Linked DNA regions of Mus musculus: all the other regions are linked to region 1. The links are chromatin contacts, called in public promoter capture Hi-C maps. All regions are on one chromosome and are shown on one strand. The core of a region is the stretch at or near the end of the contact, and the rest is flanking DNA. Distances in the headings are between cores, read along the strand shown. Region 1 holds the start of Hnrnpc (heterogeneous nuclear ribonucleoprotein C). Region 2 holds the start of Socs4 (suppressor of cytokine signaling 4). Region 3 holds the start of Mapk1ip1l (mitogen-activated protein kinase 1 interacting protein 1-like).

Region 1 (4,999 bases), core at 1,721-4,220:
ATATATTCCTTACTTGCTTGAACAACCACTCCCATTCATAACAAGATCACAAGCCAATCCATCTAGAGATAAAATTGCAAACATAGCCAGGCGTGGTGGTGCACGCCTTTAATCCCAAAGCTCGGGAGGCAGAGGCAGGTGGATTTGAGTTCAAGGCCAGCCTGGTCTACAAAGTGAGTTCCAGGACAGCCAGGGCTATACAGATATACAGAGAAACTCTGTCTCGAAAAACCAAAAAAAAAAAAAAAAAAAAAAGCAAACATGTTTCTCTACAGAAGAAATAGTAATCACTACAAAGCATTTCTGAAAATGACTTGACCACAGCAAATGAGAAGATCCAAACCTTGCAAATCTAACAGCTTCCTCTGTAGTCAACACTATCATTTGAATTTGGTCTCAACTGCAAGATATCCATATGCTCTGCCAGGACTGAAGGTGCCCCACCAAGCCTGGCCTACATTTCTTAACACTTAATGTCAGGTATACCTAACTACCACCACCACCGTTTATTTATAGCACTATTTTTGATGGATGACTTCCTCTTACCTACTTTTCACCCTTCATCAGGGCAACTCTCTACTCTTTATCTAGTCTACCTTATAAAGGAACACATCTTTAATCCCATCACTCTTAGGCAGAGGCAGGTGGATCTCAGTTCATGGCCAGCCTGATCTACAAAGGGAGTGCAGGAAAGCCAGGACTATCACAGAGAAACCATGTCTCAAAAAACAAAACACTAGAAAGATGGCTCAGCAGTTAATGAGAGCTGATTGCTCTTCCAAAGGTCCTGAGTTCAATTCCCAGCAACCACAAGGTGACTCACAACCACCTGTCATAGGATCTGATGCCCTCTTTTGGTGAGTCTGAAGACAGCTACAGTGTACTCATAAATAAGTCAAAAAAAAAAAAAAAAAAGAGAGAGAGCCAGGAGTGGTGATGCACACCTTTAATCCCAGCATTTGGGAGGCAGAGGCAGACAAATTTGAGGCCAGCCTGGGCTACAGAATGAGTTCCAGAACAGCCAAAGCTACAGAGAAACCCTGTCTGGGGGGAAAACAACAACAACAAACAAAAAAGACATGCAGAAGGCTAATGTTTTTTTCCTTTAGAGAGGGTCTATACCCCAAGCTGGACCAAGGATGGCCTCAAACTCTTCCTACCTCTATCTCCCAAGTGCTCAAATTACCAGAGTAGGCCATTTACATTCTATGAAGTATGCTTTAAAGTATAATTTGTATAGTTTAAAATTAGTACCATATTTTTTTTGTGACTTAAACCCCAATTGTTTTTCTGTGTACCCCTGGCTGTCCTGGAACTCACTCTACAGCAGGCTAGCCTTGAATTCAGTTATCTGCCTTTCTAGTGCTTAAAGACTATGCCAGCACACACAGTGAAATACCAATTTTATAGTACGTTTACCTAATAAAATAACTCCCAATTAAATATGATACAAAAACCCCATACTCTTAGTACCAGGGATTGAATCCAGGTCTTCCTGAATACTAAGCACTAACACTAGGCTACATTAAAAAGAACTCAACACCTAGCCGGGCGTGGTGGCGCACGCCTTTAATCCCAGCACTCGGGAGGCAGAGGCAGGCGGATTTCTGAGTTCGAGGCCAGCCTGGTCTACAAAGTGAGTTCCAGGACAGCCAGGGCTATACAGAGAAACCCTGTCTTGAAAAACCAAAAAAAAAAAAAAAAAAAAAAAAAAAAAGAACTCAACACCTACAAGAGAGAAACTAATTTGTTTTTAAGCACGGTTTTACTATGTAGTCCTGGGCTGCCTTGCAATGGGTAAGGGGTCCTGTCTCAGAGCCTCCACAATACAAAGATTACTGGCCTGCACTATCATACATAGCTATAAACTGCCTTTTTGAGTTTTAGAGGGATAGGACTAGTACTGAGGTAGCTGTAAACCCTTGCTGTGCCTTTTAATTATTGTTCCCAAGTCCAGCTTGAAATTTTTCTGCTAACATCCGTGTCAGGTCCCCTCCCCCCAAAAATAAGCCTTTCCCCCTATTTATTTATTTACGAAACAGAGTTTCTCTGTGTATCCTGGGCAGTCCTAGAACTCAAAGAGATCTGCCTGTCTCTGCCTCCCAAGTGCTGGGATTAAAGGCGCGCACCACCTAGAAACTCAGTGAAAATACTTGACCTGTCTAGTACGATCCTGTCAACCGCTTCTAAGGCTCAATTCTCTCTATGACAGTAGTACCTACCTCAAGTTCCACTAACTTATGATTTGTAACCTGCAGATAAAATGTGAGCTGTAATTATTCCAATTAAAATTAATCTTCCGCACTTCCCTTTACAAACACAAGCACTCCGACTTTTAACCATTTTACCCCTAGAGGAAAAAAGTAATGATTACTCAACCTATTGTTAAAACGCCGTTCAGATGCCATGTAGCCAGCCTGGAATTTAGAAGCTTCCAGTCCGACACCACCATGTTATCGCTCCCCTACCCCCACCCAGCGTCTATCTTCGGAAGTGATAACGGAATCCGTAAGATATCCCCGACAATTACATCAACAAGCATTTCGTTCTTCGCTTTCTTGGTCCCCCCTTGGAATCCCTGATGGGCAAAGAAAATCAAAGTAGCCGTTAAACCCGAGCGCGCAGACAGGGTATTTTCGTACGCACCGTGGCCTGGAGGTCACTAGGTTGACTCCGCGCCAAGGCCGAGGCCCTGTTGCCTCCCGCATGAGACCCAAGTCCCCACCGCACGGGAACAAACGCGGCCTCGGCTTCTGCCGCGAGGCCGGTTTCCCCCTTACACACGCTGGCGGGGCCCAGCAGCCCAGGGCCTCCCCTGCACTCGCCCCCTTCGCTTACCAAAAGGAAGGAGAGAGAGAAGAGACCGCCTCTCCTACTGCGAGTCTACGCCGAGACGCCGGAGCTACAACAGCGAAGAACCACACGACCGTTCGCTCTCCGTCTCCTCACAAAATGGCCCCCGAGCTCCTCTGCCGCCGAGGCGAAAGTCCAGCCCCCGCCTCGTTCCTGGAGGCGTTCCTATTGGCTGTGACTTTTCTCGCTCCCGCTCCTAATTAGCGAGCGCTACCGCTCCTCACAATTCCGTCCAATCATAATCCGAGGTGGGTTGGGCTAATTGCGAGAATTTCCACATGCGTAACAGAGGCTAGTTAGTAATTGGTTCAGCTTCATGCCACTTAGTGACTGACGGATGGTTATTGGTCAATGTACCAGACGGAAAGCTGGGTGGAATTTTCGCCTTTGTATCGCGCACAGCTTCTCATCCGGGTATCCGGCGGATCTGACTGACGGCCGCATCGTCCTATCAGTGCTTCTGAGAGCTCCCAGGTCCGGCCAGATCACCGCATTTCCGCGGCGCGGGGGTGGGAGAGCCTGGGTGGAGTCTGGTAGCGGGTGCAAACGGCCTGCCCTAGCCCCAGGCCTAGGAAAAGGGAAACGCAAACAAGCTTCTGAGAAGGGAGGAGAGTTATCTCTAGGCCGTCTACTAGCTCTGCAGTTATTATCAAATTCAGATCCCTTCTTTCTGCCAGATTCTATAAGCTGTTGGGAGGACATGGCCTTCTCAGTGAACAGCTCCCCCTCCAAACCAACTGGGTTCTGTAGTTCTCTCCTGCAGGAGCAATTACCCGACCTCCTATAAACCCGCTTCCTTGTCCCAAGTCGCCACACAGTCTGCAAACCCAATGGCCAGCCACCTCAATTTCCCACTTTCTAGAATAGACTACTTAATCCCCTCAGGTTTGGTCTGCCACTAAAGCTCTGGTTATACTGTAGGAACATTAAATACACTGAAATGTATATATAGCTTACGGAGAAAAGGAGATTGTATCCCAGAAAAATTTCCTGATTTTTTTTAATCTTTAGATCTTTAAACCTTTGCCTTTTTCTTTCTTTCCTTTTTTTTCTTTTTTTTTTTTTTTTAAGAAAAAGATTTATTTACTGTTTTTATATGAGTACACTGTAGCTGTCTTCAGACACACCAGAAGAGGGCATCCGATCCCACTACAGATGGTTGTGAGCCACCATGTGGTTACGATCAGGACCTTTGGAAGAGCAGTCAGTCCTCTTAACCTCTGAGCCATCTCTCCTGCCTAGCCTTTGTCATTTTCAAAAGATTTATTTTATGTAAACCAGTCCAACGAGTTTATGTGTTCCCAATTTTACATCTTATTTTTAAAAAGAAAAGTTTGGGCTAGGTAGTGTTTCAAGTGCAAGCCAGCCTGGTCAAGTTTCAGGACAGCTAGAGCTATAGAGTGAAACTCTATCTTGAAAAAACAATAAATATAAGTAGGTAGGTAGATTGACAGACAGACAGACAGACAGATAATTGGGGAGCCAGAAAGATGGCTTAGCAGTTAACAACAACTGCTGCTCTTCCAAAAGACAGAGGTTCAATTTACAGCACCCACAAAAGGGCTCATCGTATAACTCCAGTTCCTGGAGGTTCCAACACCCTCCTCTGGCCTCTGGGCACCAGGCACACACATCATACACAGGACTCTTTTTACAAATTAAACAAGACTCAGTGATCGGGAGCTTGCTTAACACACCCAAGGTCCTTAGTCCAATCCCCAGTACAACAAAGTAAGAGACAAATAGAGAAAGAGTGGAGATCTGTGTGTTGCTGTTAGGGAAAGCTTCTATTTCTCTCTCTCTCTCTCTCTCTCTCTCTCTCTCTCTCTCTCTCTCTCTCTCTCTCTCTCTCTCTCTCCCTCTCTCTCTCTCTCTCTCCCTCTCTCTCTCTCTCTCTCTCTCTCTCTCTCTCTCTCTCTTCCCCCTGAGACGAGACGGGGTTTCTCTCTGTGGCCTTGGCTGTCCTGGAACTCACTTTGTAGACCAGGCTGGCCTCGAACTCAGAAATCCACCTGCCTCTACCTCCTGAGTGCTAGGATTAAAGACGTGTGCCACTGCACCCGGCTTATTTTTCTCTTCTCTTTTCTTTTCTCTTCTTTTCCCAGACTGGGTTTCTCTGTGTAGCCCTCCTGACTGTCCCGGAACT
Region 2 (4,999 bases), core at 954-3,453, 4.8 Mb before region 1:
TTTCTTCACAGCAACTGAAATAAGTACCTTCAAAGCACATGAAAATGCCTTTTCTCCAACATTAACGGACTTAGGGTCATCGTCGTCCAAGTCTTCCCACATCCTCACATCACCATCACTGCCACAAGTCACAATATAGCTGTGAAGGACATACACATTTTAAATGTCACCCAGTTCCAGGAACTCTTCAGGAAATGCTACTTTTCTATATTTTCAAACAAAAATCAAGACATTAGTGAATTCTTTTCCATATAAACATCAATAGCAGACTCTTAGCTTCCATTCTATAAAACGGAGATGAGTTTAATGTTCTCTGCGGCTCTTCCTTGGCATAAAATTATTTCTTGGTAATAACGTGAGAGAAAGACGAGCACATGATTTCTGCAACAGCAAGGACTGTGTCTGCTCAGCCACCATCACATCCCCAGTACCAGCTCGGGACACACAGAGACTATAACCAATGTCTGAATATATGAGCTCAACGAGTACCCCAAAAATTATTAAAATAGCCATGTGAATAGGTTATTGCTTGTTTTTCAAACTTCTCATCGCCTAAGTGCTTTTGTTCATTCTGTTTATGTCCTATCTGGACACATAAAAGTGCAAATTAAATAAAAACAGTAGAGGGCTAATGGCAAAAAAAAAAAAAAGATAAAAAAAGGAAGGAAAGAAAAGGAAGGGAAGGAGAGAGGGAAGGAAGGAATATGAATAAAATAAATGTTTAGAAGAAAAAAAAGATTAACTCCCAAATTGGAAAACCCAAAGGGGGTCATAGGAAAGTGTTCATCAGTGTAGTAGCCCTGCCTGTAATCTCCGTGCTTGCCAGGCAGAGGCAGCCTCAGCTACACGTTAAGTTGGAGACCAGCCTGTGCTTTAGGAGGCCCTCACTAGGACACCAGCTTCTAGGCAAGAATGGTCCACTTGAGTGGGCATGCGTGACATGGCTGCTATAGGGGTAACCAAGTGCTTTTTGGATTTAAGGTCTATTCCACAAAGGGGAACCCATTCTTGGTAGGTAAACCCTTTCAAAAGCCCATAGCAAGGGGAGGTCTCAGGCCCTAGGGGGTACACTACTGCATAGCTAAATTGCATAACCTCAAACTGCTGTCTAAATATTTATGTACATTTCAAATGCTACCCTCAGCCTTTATTAGGGAAGCCTCAGCCGGCCTGGAGCACGCCTTTAATCCCAGCACTTGGGAGGCAGAGGCAGGCGAATTTCTGAGTTCGAGGCCAGCCTGGTCTACAGAGTGAGTTCCAGGACAGCCAGAGCTATACAGAGAAACTCTGTCTCGAAAAACCAAAAAAAAAAAAAAGAAAGAAAGAAAGAATTAGAGAAGCCTCTATTTCCAGTAAATGGTGGTGATTGTAGAGCCTCATGACCGCACAAGGTGCTGACAAGAAGCGACTTCTCAGTATTGAGCCCTAAACTAGACATTTACATTATGTCCTCTAGTACACAGGGGACACTGTGAAAGAGGAAGCTGCAAAATTCCATCTCCTGGGCACGACAGTCATTGCAATTTACAGCAACTGCTGATGCTTAACTGTCTCATAAAATAAACATGACACCGAATGAGGACGTGAGTGGCGGGAAGGCACTCCTCTGGGTAAAGGATTTTAATTTTCGTGAGGTCCTAGAAGTGCCACGACAGTTCAAAGCAAACAAGCCTCAGGGCAGAGGCGCTCCTTGTTTATTCCTTCCTCTGTCCCTCCGCATCGGTCATCTTCGACCGGCTGTCCATACCGAGAATGACGGCTAACATTCACGCTGGACCCGTCCTTTGTTTCCAAAGACGCTTACCTTCCAGAATCATCAAAGCAGACTTCGGTGTGCCCTTCCGTATGTCCGTACCTCATGGGCTTCTGTGTGGCCGGCATCTTTCCCTACCTGAGCCGTTTTGTAAGAACTGGTATTTTTTTCAGTAGGGCGATCGTCCTCTCCGCGCCGTGCAGTCCTGTTTCCCTCACCCGAGGAGCCACAGCACGATGCAGCGGAAGGTATGTCACACACGCCCGGGAGATGACAAGCTTTCCCCTCTGCAAGCACGGGCAGCGGGGGCGAGGAGCAAGCGGTGTGCACCAGCGTCTGCTCTGATGGAAGCACGGAGCCGCTTCCCGCGCTCTGGCGCGCTCGCCCTGTGCGCATGCGCGGCCCGCCGCCGCCCAGCCCAGGTCCGGCCCGAGGTCGCCGGGTGGTGGCGTCAGAAGCGCGCCGCCTCGAAGCCGAGAGCTGGTGGCTGGGGCCGCTCTGAAAGAAAAGGTGGGAGCCGAACCCGGAAGTGGCGGCGGTCCCTGGAGAGCAGGCGGAGGCAGCGGCAAGTCTGACTCTGGGCTGACCGTGGAGCCGGGGCGGGGGCTGACAGCCAGGCCTCCGCCTGGCGGGAGCCGCACGAGGAGCGGGAGTGGCCGGGCCTCTCTTCCGCGCTTGAGCGAGCGCCGGGTGATGGCGGTGGTGATGGCGGCAGGCGCTCGGACAGCTCCGCTTGAGCTGAGCTCGGAGAGGTGAGAGGGGGAAGGGTGGCGGCGAGGGCTGGGGTTTGACGCCTGCCCTTTCAGGATCTCCTCCCGAGCCACCGTAGTCGCCTCCTTGAACCGATCGAGCTCCTCGGGACCGGGTTAGGGACAGACCTTGGCAAGCCTTTATTCTTCACGCCCTTCGTGCCCTCAACTTTGTCATTTCTGTGGTAATAAAGGATGGACTGATTCTTGTTTCTTGCGACTCTAGCTAAATAATGCTAAAGAGAGTTAACTTGGGTTTTCTATTTAGTTCCGACCAAAGTTTACCAAACTGCTTTTAGATCTAAAAGGAGAGGTCTAATTTGTATTGTTACAGGTTTCTGTTCATCGTGGCAGTCGATAACACATCCTCTACTAAGTCAGGTCTTGGCCCGTTAAGTTTATGCTTTTCTTGTTTCTTCACGTTCTCCATATTAATAAATTGGTCTGTTGAAAATTATGATTTTCGGTGATAATTGGGGCTTTGACGGCGTTTTTGTGGTACCCACTGTACAGTTTCAGTCAGACTTATTTTTATTACCGGAAAACTCTACAGAGGTAGATCTAGATAACTTATTAAAAAAATTGCAAGCTTAGTTATTACTCAAACCGTGGTATTCTTGCTATGGTGGCATTTTGTAAGGCATTTCTAAGAACCTGGGTTCCAAAAAGACACTCAGATTTGTATATGAATAAAAAGGAAGAGTAGTTGGCTCAAGTAGAATCTGAGATTCTTTTTTAAAAAACAAAACAAAACCCTATTGTTAATTTCCCACAAGAATAAAGGCACCTGAGACAATGACTTTTGAGTAACTTACTTTTATTTTGAAATTATTGTTTTTAGACAGGCCAATTTATAATTCTTTTGCCCAGTACCTGGACAATAAAAATGAGTAGGTACAGTGTGAGGTTCAAGTTGAGCTGATGATACTCATCTATATATTGAATATATTGTAATGGGATTTCAGAGTAATGCTTTTCAGAGCTCACCATTCAGAAACTTGCAAGTGGGAACAAGAGTTATTGATGTAAATACTTTAGACAGTGCCTGTGATACCATTTGATTTTAGAACTATGAATGATGTCAGCACACCTGCCCGCTCTCTCTGCCCTAACAACCAAGTCAGTATTGACAGGTTAAGATAATATTTCCTTTGCTGATTTCCCAGGTATGAATAAGCTTAAGCCTGATGATTAAACAGTTTCGTTTTTAATTTTAACTCTAACCTGTTGTATGACCTTGAGTGTGAGTGTGTGTCTTTATTTTCCTGATTGTCAGATTTCTCACCTCTAAAGTAGAGGTGATACTTAGTTCCACCAAATTATTGAAGTACATAGAAGATACTCGTGGAAGTCTAAAACTATTAAGGCCTCATGTTACTAGTTAGGCACTAAGGTATATAGTAGTTTTGCTTAAAGTGGGGTTAGCCTATAAAACCTTCAAATGCTAAATGCATCCAAAACTGTGACTGCTGCCTTCATCAAGTTTATGAGCATGTTCTGGGCAATAGATTTTAAGTAGTATGTACAGGCTAATAAAGTAATGGAATTTGTATAACTAAAGTACTGCATTTGCAAAATTGTCAGTTTATATATAATAACGTAACATTTGAAAAAATCAGTGTGCTTGTAATTCTCATATGGGTACCAAAATTTCCCAAATGAATTATTTATTACCAGTGCATATCTCATTGGTGTGGGTATCTGAATGAGTTAACTAAAAATAATACCAAGATCAGAGATTCAATTTCACTGAAGTTTAGTTTGCACTGTGTGACCATTTTAATACCTTGAAGTTCACAAAATAGTGTTGGTCTCAAGGATAATAGGTTGAGAAAACATAGATATATTACCATTCTGTCAAAGATAGATATTACATATAAATAATGTTATATGATCCTACACAGTTATCTAAGAGACTATAACAGTTTTGCCTACAGAAGAGGGTTTGTTTTTGTTTTGTTTTTTTATTATTTTATTTTTAATTATAAAAATGTGTATGGTAGGGGTGAGTGCAGTGCCTTCTGAGGCCAGAAGAGGGCATTAAATCCCGCAATTGTGGGCTGCAAAATGTGGGTTCTGGAAGCTGAATTTGGGTCCTTTGCAAGCACAGCAAGTATTTGTAGCTACTGAACCATCTCTCCAGTCCAGCCCCTAAAATGTCTTTTTAATAGAATATTTCCTTGGTATAAAAATCGTTTTTATTATGGAAGATGAGGCTGGAAAAGGGTGTAACAATAGCTAAGGAGAACCAAGTATTGAGAAAGATAACATTTTTTTTTTATCTCTCTGTGAATGAATTAGGAGTGAATGTGAATAGCATATTTATTCTGGGAGTAAATAATACTTGTATAAACCCAGTAAGGTATGAAGGAGATATAGTAAAAGTCCCTCTGCTCTTAGCCACCTAGTTCCTCCAGGTGAGCACAGCTGGTGTTTGCTCATTTGATTACATTGTCAGCACTAGATTGACTTTGAGCATAGCAAGACAGAGATTATC
Region 3 (4,999 bases), core at 1,347-3,846, 4.8 Mb before region 1:
AACAATTTGGGTTTATGGTTTAAACCCTACAATTAGATAATTGGAGTTTCCTCCTGCCTTTCAGAAGATCTGTGTAAACTGATGTTGGCCTTATTTGGAAAGATAATCACATCTGCAGGAAATAAAGATCATTTTACCATGGTTATAAATCAAATCTAAGCTATCAGACTTAGGAGTCATGATGTAAAACTCAAGAAAGTTTATTTAAATTATGCTGGCTTTGCTAGAATTGGATACATTTGTATGAGCCGAGTATGAAATATATACACTTGAATATCAGAGTTTAATGATTTCACAAAGCTATGTTGTCAATCATGGTGTGTAACCCATACTGTTTCTTTTCACTTTCTAATCTTGACAAATATTTCTGTAGGTTTAAAATTTTTGATCTAAATAAATTTTCGCTTAATATATTAAATCCAAAAGCTTTGTCGTTTTTAAAGATTTGTGTGCATGTGTTAAATTCAGGAGCATACCATGATACACTTTCGAAAGCCAAAGGACAACTTTTTGAGGGCTAATTGTCTTGTGGCTTGACTTTGAGGCTTAGCCTCTCAGCCTCCAGCTGTAGGCATGCTGAAGTTCCAGCTGCTAGCCACAGTGCCTAGGTTTTCACATGGTTTTCAGTGAGCAAACTCAGGGAGTGAGGAGTTTTTGGCAAGGACCTTTACCTGCTAATCCAAAACCTTGGCCCCAGCCTTGTGGTTGTGTTTTTCATTCTTAGTATTGGGAGCTGGAGGGTGGGGGAGGATGGGAATTAGCAGGTGTGAGGTCAAAGGACAAAGTGTGGAGTTACTTATCTTTTACCTTCATTCTAAGGGTCAAACTCCGATTGTCAAACTTGTACAGCAGGCACTTTAACCTGCTGAGACGTGATTCCAGCCAGTGGTTTGGTTTTTTAAGCTTTCCTACCTTGGAATGAAAGTGAGGACATGACCACTTTTTGGTATGGTTGAGAAGAGAGGTTTTACTGTAGATATGAGGGAGAGAACAGCCAGTGGCAACTGGAAGAGTCAGACTGAACAGGGTCGTGGCGGGTGGGGAATAAGGGTGGGGTGGGGTGGGGTGGGGTAGGGTGGGGGGGTTGGAGATAAAGAGACCTGACAAGAGAAACCAGATTAGGAGAACACTCAGTGGAAATGAAGTCATAGAGGTTAGAGGTTAGATAGGTTTACTGTAGCGGGTGGGGTGAGAAGTGCTGGGGAGGCCACTTACTTGTCTAGGGTTTCTTTGGGACCTGACATACATCAGAAGTCTGGGAAGGAAAAAAAAAAATGAAAAAAATTTTTTTGTTTTGTTTGTTTTCGAGACAGGGTTTCTCTGTGTATCCCTGGCTGTCCTGGAACTCACTTTGTAGACCAAGCTGGCCTCAAACTCAGAAATCTGTCTGCCTCTGCCTCTCAAGTGCTGGGATTAAAGGTGTGCGCCACCACGACCGGCTGAAAATCTGTATGTAGATTTAGATTTTGCTTTCTGGTATGTCAGTTTTGAGTCTCCCAGAAACAGAGGCCAGTCTCAAAAACCCAACACCTCTCATCTTACAGCAGTGGCTTATCAACCTTCCTAATACTGTGACTCTTTAATACCATTCCTCATGTTGTGGTAACCCCCAACCAGAAAATTAGTTCATGGCTACTTCATAACTGTATTTTTGCTACTGTTATAAATAATGTAAATATCTGATATTCGACCCCTATGAAAGAGTCGACGCCCAAAGGGTTCATAAACCACAGGTTGAGGCCACTATTCTTAATTTAAAACTTAAAGGGAATCAGAGATAGCTTATTCTGGACCCATTTTTGAATGATGATGGCACCAAAACACAAATTTAGGTTACCTCAAATTCCATGTCCCAACATGGAACCAGTATCACGAGGTTTTTAGTTTTACAGAACAGAGAACGCTATAAATCAAGGCAAAGTTTAAAACACACTGGTGGATGGATACATTGGAGGGTACATCAAGATAGAGGAAGCTTTTCTATACATCTAAGACATTATCCGATGACATTCTTAGCTTTTGGATTGGCAGAGGCTAGTTGCCTGTTAATAGACCTAAAAGGTTTTTAATCTTATTGCCACAAGATATTAGTTTTGACACAGAGGTGGCTATTCTGGAGGGCTAGCACTAGCCCAAGATAAGGTAATTAGCCCCTGGACCTGCAACATTCCAATCTTTCCACAGTACTGAAATTCCAACTTATACAACTCAGTCTCTGCAGACATATGCTTTTAAAAGTTTTCATTCGCAAGACCTTTAGAAAGACTTCCCTTTTCCCTCATCTCTTTACCCTCGATTTTAACAGGACTACTGACAGCCAGCTTGGAGCCTGTCTACAAAAACCTCTAAACACAGAGAATCCAAACTCCGCTTTCAGTCCCTGGGTTGCGGTGAGCATCACCGGCCAGGGGGTTTCCTTTGGGTCTTTTGGACTCAGGAAGCAGGGAAACCTTCCCGCGCTCCACCCAGAGGGAAACAGCCCAGGCTCCCGGAGCCACGCGGCCCTGCCTGCAGTTTCGTGGGCGGCCGGCTGGAGGCGCAGTGCAAGCTGGGCGGGGCGGGCGGAAATAACGGGCGGCCAGGTCGGCCTCCCCGCTTCCTTTTCCGGTGCCAGGAGGAGCCGTGTCGCTGTCGTCTCGGTCCATCAGGCCTTCAGCGGGTCTCCATTGCCCGTCTCTCTGGACTCACCGCCGCCACTGTGCCGCGCCTAGGACTCGGATCCTGCCGGGTGAGTCCGCTTGGGCGCCTGCGGCGGGGCGCGAGGCTGGCGGGAGACGATGCGAAGACGCGGGGTCCCGGGGGGCCTGGCGGCTCTAGAGCTTTCGATGGGGAGGGTCCCCCGGGAACCAGGCGACCGAGGGATCTAATGTCGCGCCCGTCGGGTTCCGGGGCGCCCACGTCATGCCAGGCTTGGGCGGGGGCGGGCGGGGGGTGAGGGGTTAGGCGGGAGCGGGCGACCCTCCCCCACATCCGCCTGCGTGACCGGCTGGGGGCTGGTTCGCTCCGGTTGATCCCGGATTCCCTTTGTTCCCTTAACCCTAAAGGGCAGCTTGTTTGTCCCCCACACCCCCCCCCCGTCCCCTTGCCCCTCCACCGGTATCCCAGCCACTAATTTCTAATAAAAACGACAGTGGAGGAGACCCGAATCCTTACAGCAAGGTCTGGCGCCTGATAATTCTGTGTGACAAGCTTCTCGCTGATCGTAATTACCCATTCTTTAAATGACTACGGGGGACAGAAGGTGCCATGGGCTGAGTGAGTGACGTTCTCCTTTGAGCTAGCTAGAACGCTTGAACCATTTTTTTTCCTCCCTGCCATGAAAACTGAAAGTAATGTTTTCACGAATCCTAAAGTTGAAGTATCTAAACCAGACCCCACCGTAGATGTGTAACAGCCTACTACAGAAACACACACGTGTTGCCCCCTCCCCCATGTGCGAAAGGCCTGTTTGGAGGCCAAACCCTCAGAAGCTGGAGTCGCCCTCGGAAGTCTTTGTTAGTGGCGCTCCTTGGGTGGGGAGGAGGGCAGTTTTTAGTCGTGGAGTATTGGAGCCACTCTCTAGAACACTTCCCTTCAAAAACTTTTTCCTGCAGCTGCCGAGGTTGGAATGTTCTTTTTGATTACAGAAGGAATCGGTGTCATCTTCATTCTCCCTACAGAGGTTGAGCGTTGGGCTCAGGAACCTTAGGAATTCAGCAATCTTGAGATTCTGTGACTGTTAACTATAGAGGAGCCCTAGACTCGGGGACTGTTAATTAGTAATATTTGCACAGGGTGAGCCTGTAGATAAGTGCTAGCCCGGCTTGCTACAAGGTCCTAAATTCAAGTCCCAAAACTTTAGGGAAGGAAAGAAAAAAATTCAGCAGTTGTAACTATTCAGACTATAGCGGGGAGTGGGTGGAAAATGAAATGGATAAATAATGTCGGGTCAGCTTTTGCCACCAAATAAGTTTGTGCAGTACTTAGGAAATTGCTTTTTTTTTTTTAGTTGCTCTCTGCTTTGAAAATAGACAAAGGTTTGTGGCCATATTGTATCGGTTGTAAAAGCTAACATTTGTTGAGTTTTTTGCTCAGTGCCAGGCAGTGACTTAAGAGATTTATTTACAGATTAGTATAATAAGCCTCAGCAAATCTCTGGAAAATACCCATTTACTGCCATGTATGGGACTCAGAGAACTGGATTTGACCATAGGCCAGGCAGGCAGTCTACTCTGGTGGCTTTTTTGTTCTGTGTTTAAGTGAGAAGGAGAAGATGGGGCTGCAGTGTGGAGAGAGATGGCTCAGGTTGAACACATGCACTATTCTCGCAGGGGACTGGAGTTCTGTCCCAGCATTCACAGCCACGTATAACTCCAGGACATTAAGCACTTCTAGCCTTCTGGGGAACCTCCATGGAAGTGAACAACCCCGTGTATAGTTTTTAAAATGTTAAGAATGGCAGGAAGAGAGAATTGGACATTTGTTGCTATTTTCCAGTTTTAGTCACTGGGTCAGATGAAGTCCTGTTTAGTTCCTGTATAGCATGACAGCCCATTCTAACTTCATGAAGAAACTGAGGTTGACTCAGTCAAGTAAGCTGTAAAGCTATTTAGCACTCTTGTCCAAAACCCTCTGCTAAAACGTCTTACTGCTTTCTGGTATTCCAGCCAATTTGAACTGCATCTGCTTTCCCCCAGACTGGTCTTCCTCTGGTTTTATACAAACTGTTCTTACCCCGGAGCCTGTCTTTAACCTAATACTCTAGCTTTTATTCCAGACTGCAGAGATACCACTTCTCAGGAATGTCTATGCCATGCCACTAATTACTCTAAAGCTTGGGTTCCAATTAATAGGAATACATTATAAGAGCTCCTACTATGATGTTCAAAACATTCCAAGCTTTTTTACTTACCCAGTTATAAAATGGAATATAATCTGATAAATTACCCAGTACTGATCCAGAATCTGCTTTCAATATAATATATACTAATGTAATGCCCAAAATTAACCTGTAAGCCTC

Evidence for each region. Promoter capture Hi-C pulls out the DNA fragments that hold promoters and counts their contacts.
Region 2: a contact with region 1 is called in a promoter capture Hi-C map of pre-B cells. The contact joins the promoter of Socs4 here to the promoter of Hnrnpc in region 1. A contact is called at or near these places in 2 of 39 promoter capture datasets (pre-B cells and second pharyngeal arch cranial neural crest).
Region 3: a contact with region 1 is called in a promoter capture Hi-C map of pre-B cells, with 3 times the contacts expected there. The contact joins the promoter of Mapk1ip1l here to the promoter of Hnrnpc in region 1. A contact is called at or near these places in 3 of 39 promoter capture datasets (cranial neural crest, liver and pre-B cells).

What each region holds. Positions count from the first base shown.
Region 1 is chr14:52,101,051-52,106,049 of GRCm38.p6, forward strand. Hnrnpc (heterogeneous nuclear ribonucleoprotein C) reads right to left here and starts at 2,971. Exons shown (of 9, transcript NM_001170981.2): 1 at 2,839-2,971. It also overlaps a transcript of Rpgrip1 not described here.
Region 2 is chr14:47,274,717-47,279,715 of GRCm38.p6, forward strand. It overlaps Socs4 (suppressor of cytokine signaling 4), which reads left to right and starts at 2,204. Exons shown (of 2, transcript NM_080843.3): 1 at 2,204-2,505. Wdhd1 (WD repeat and HMG-box DNA binding protein 1) reads right to left here and starts at 2,141. Exons shown (of 25, transcript NM_001360532.1): 1 at 1,805-2,141; 2 at 28-139. The coding sequence starts at 1,881.
Region 3 is chr14:47,295,678-47,300,676 of GRCm38.p6, forward strand. Mapk1ip1l (mitogen-activated protein kinase 1 interacting protein 1-like) reads left to right here and starts at 2,597. Exons shown (of 4, transcript NM_178684.6): 1 at 2,597-2,728. It overlaps Gm35078, which reads left to right and starts at 865. Exons shown (of 2, transcript XM_006519856.4): 1 at 865-946; 2 at 2,306-2,728. The coding sequence starts at 933. The coding sequence ends at 2,711. Socs4 (suppressor of cytokine signaling 4) reads left to right here. Exons shown (of 2, transcript NM_080843.3): 2 at 1-425.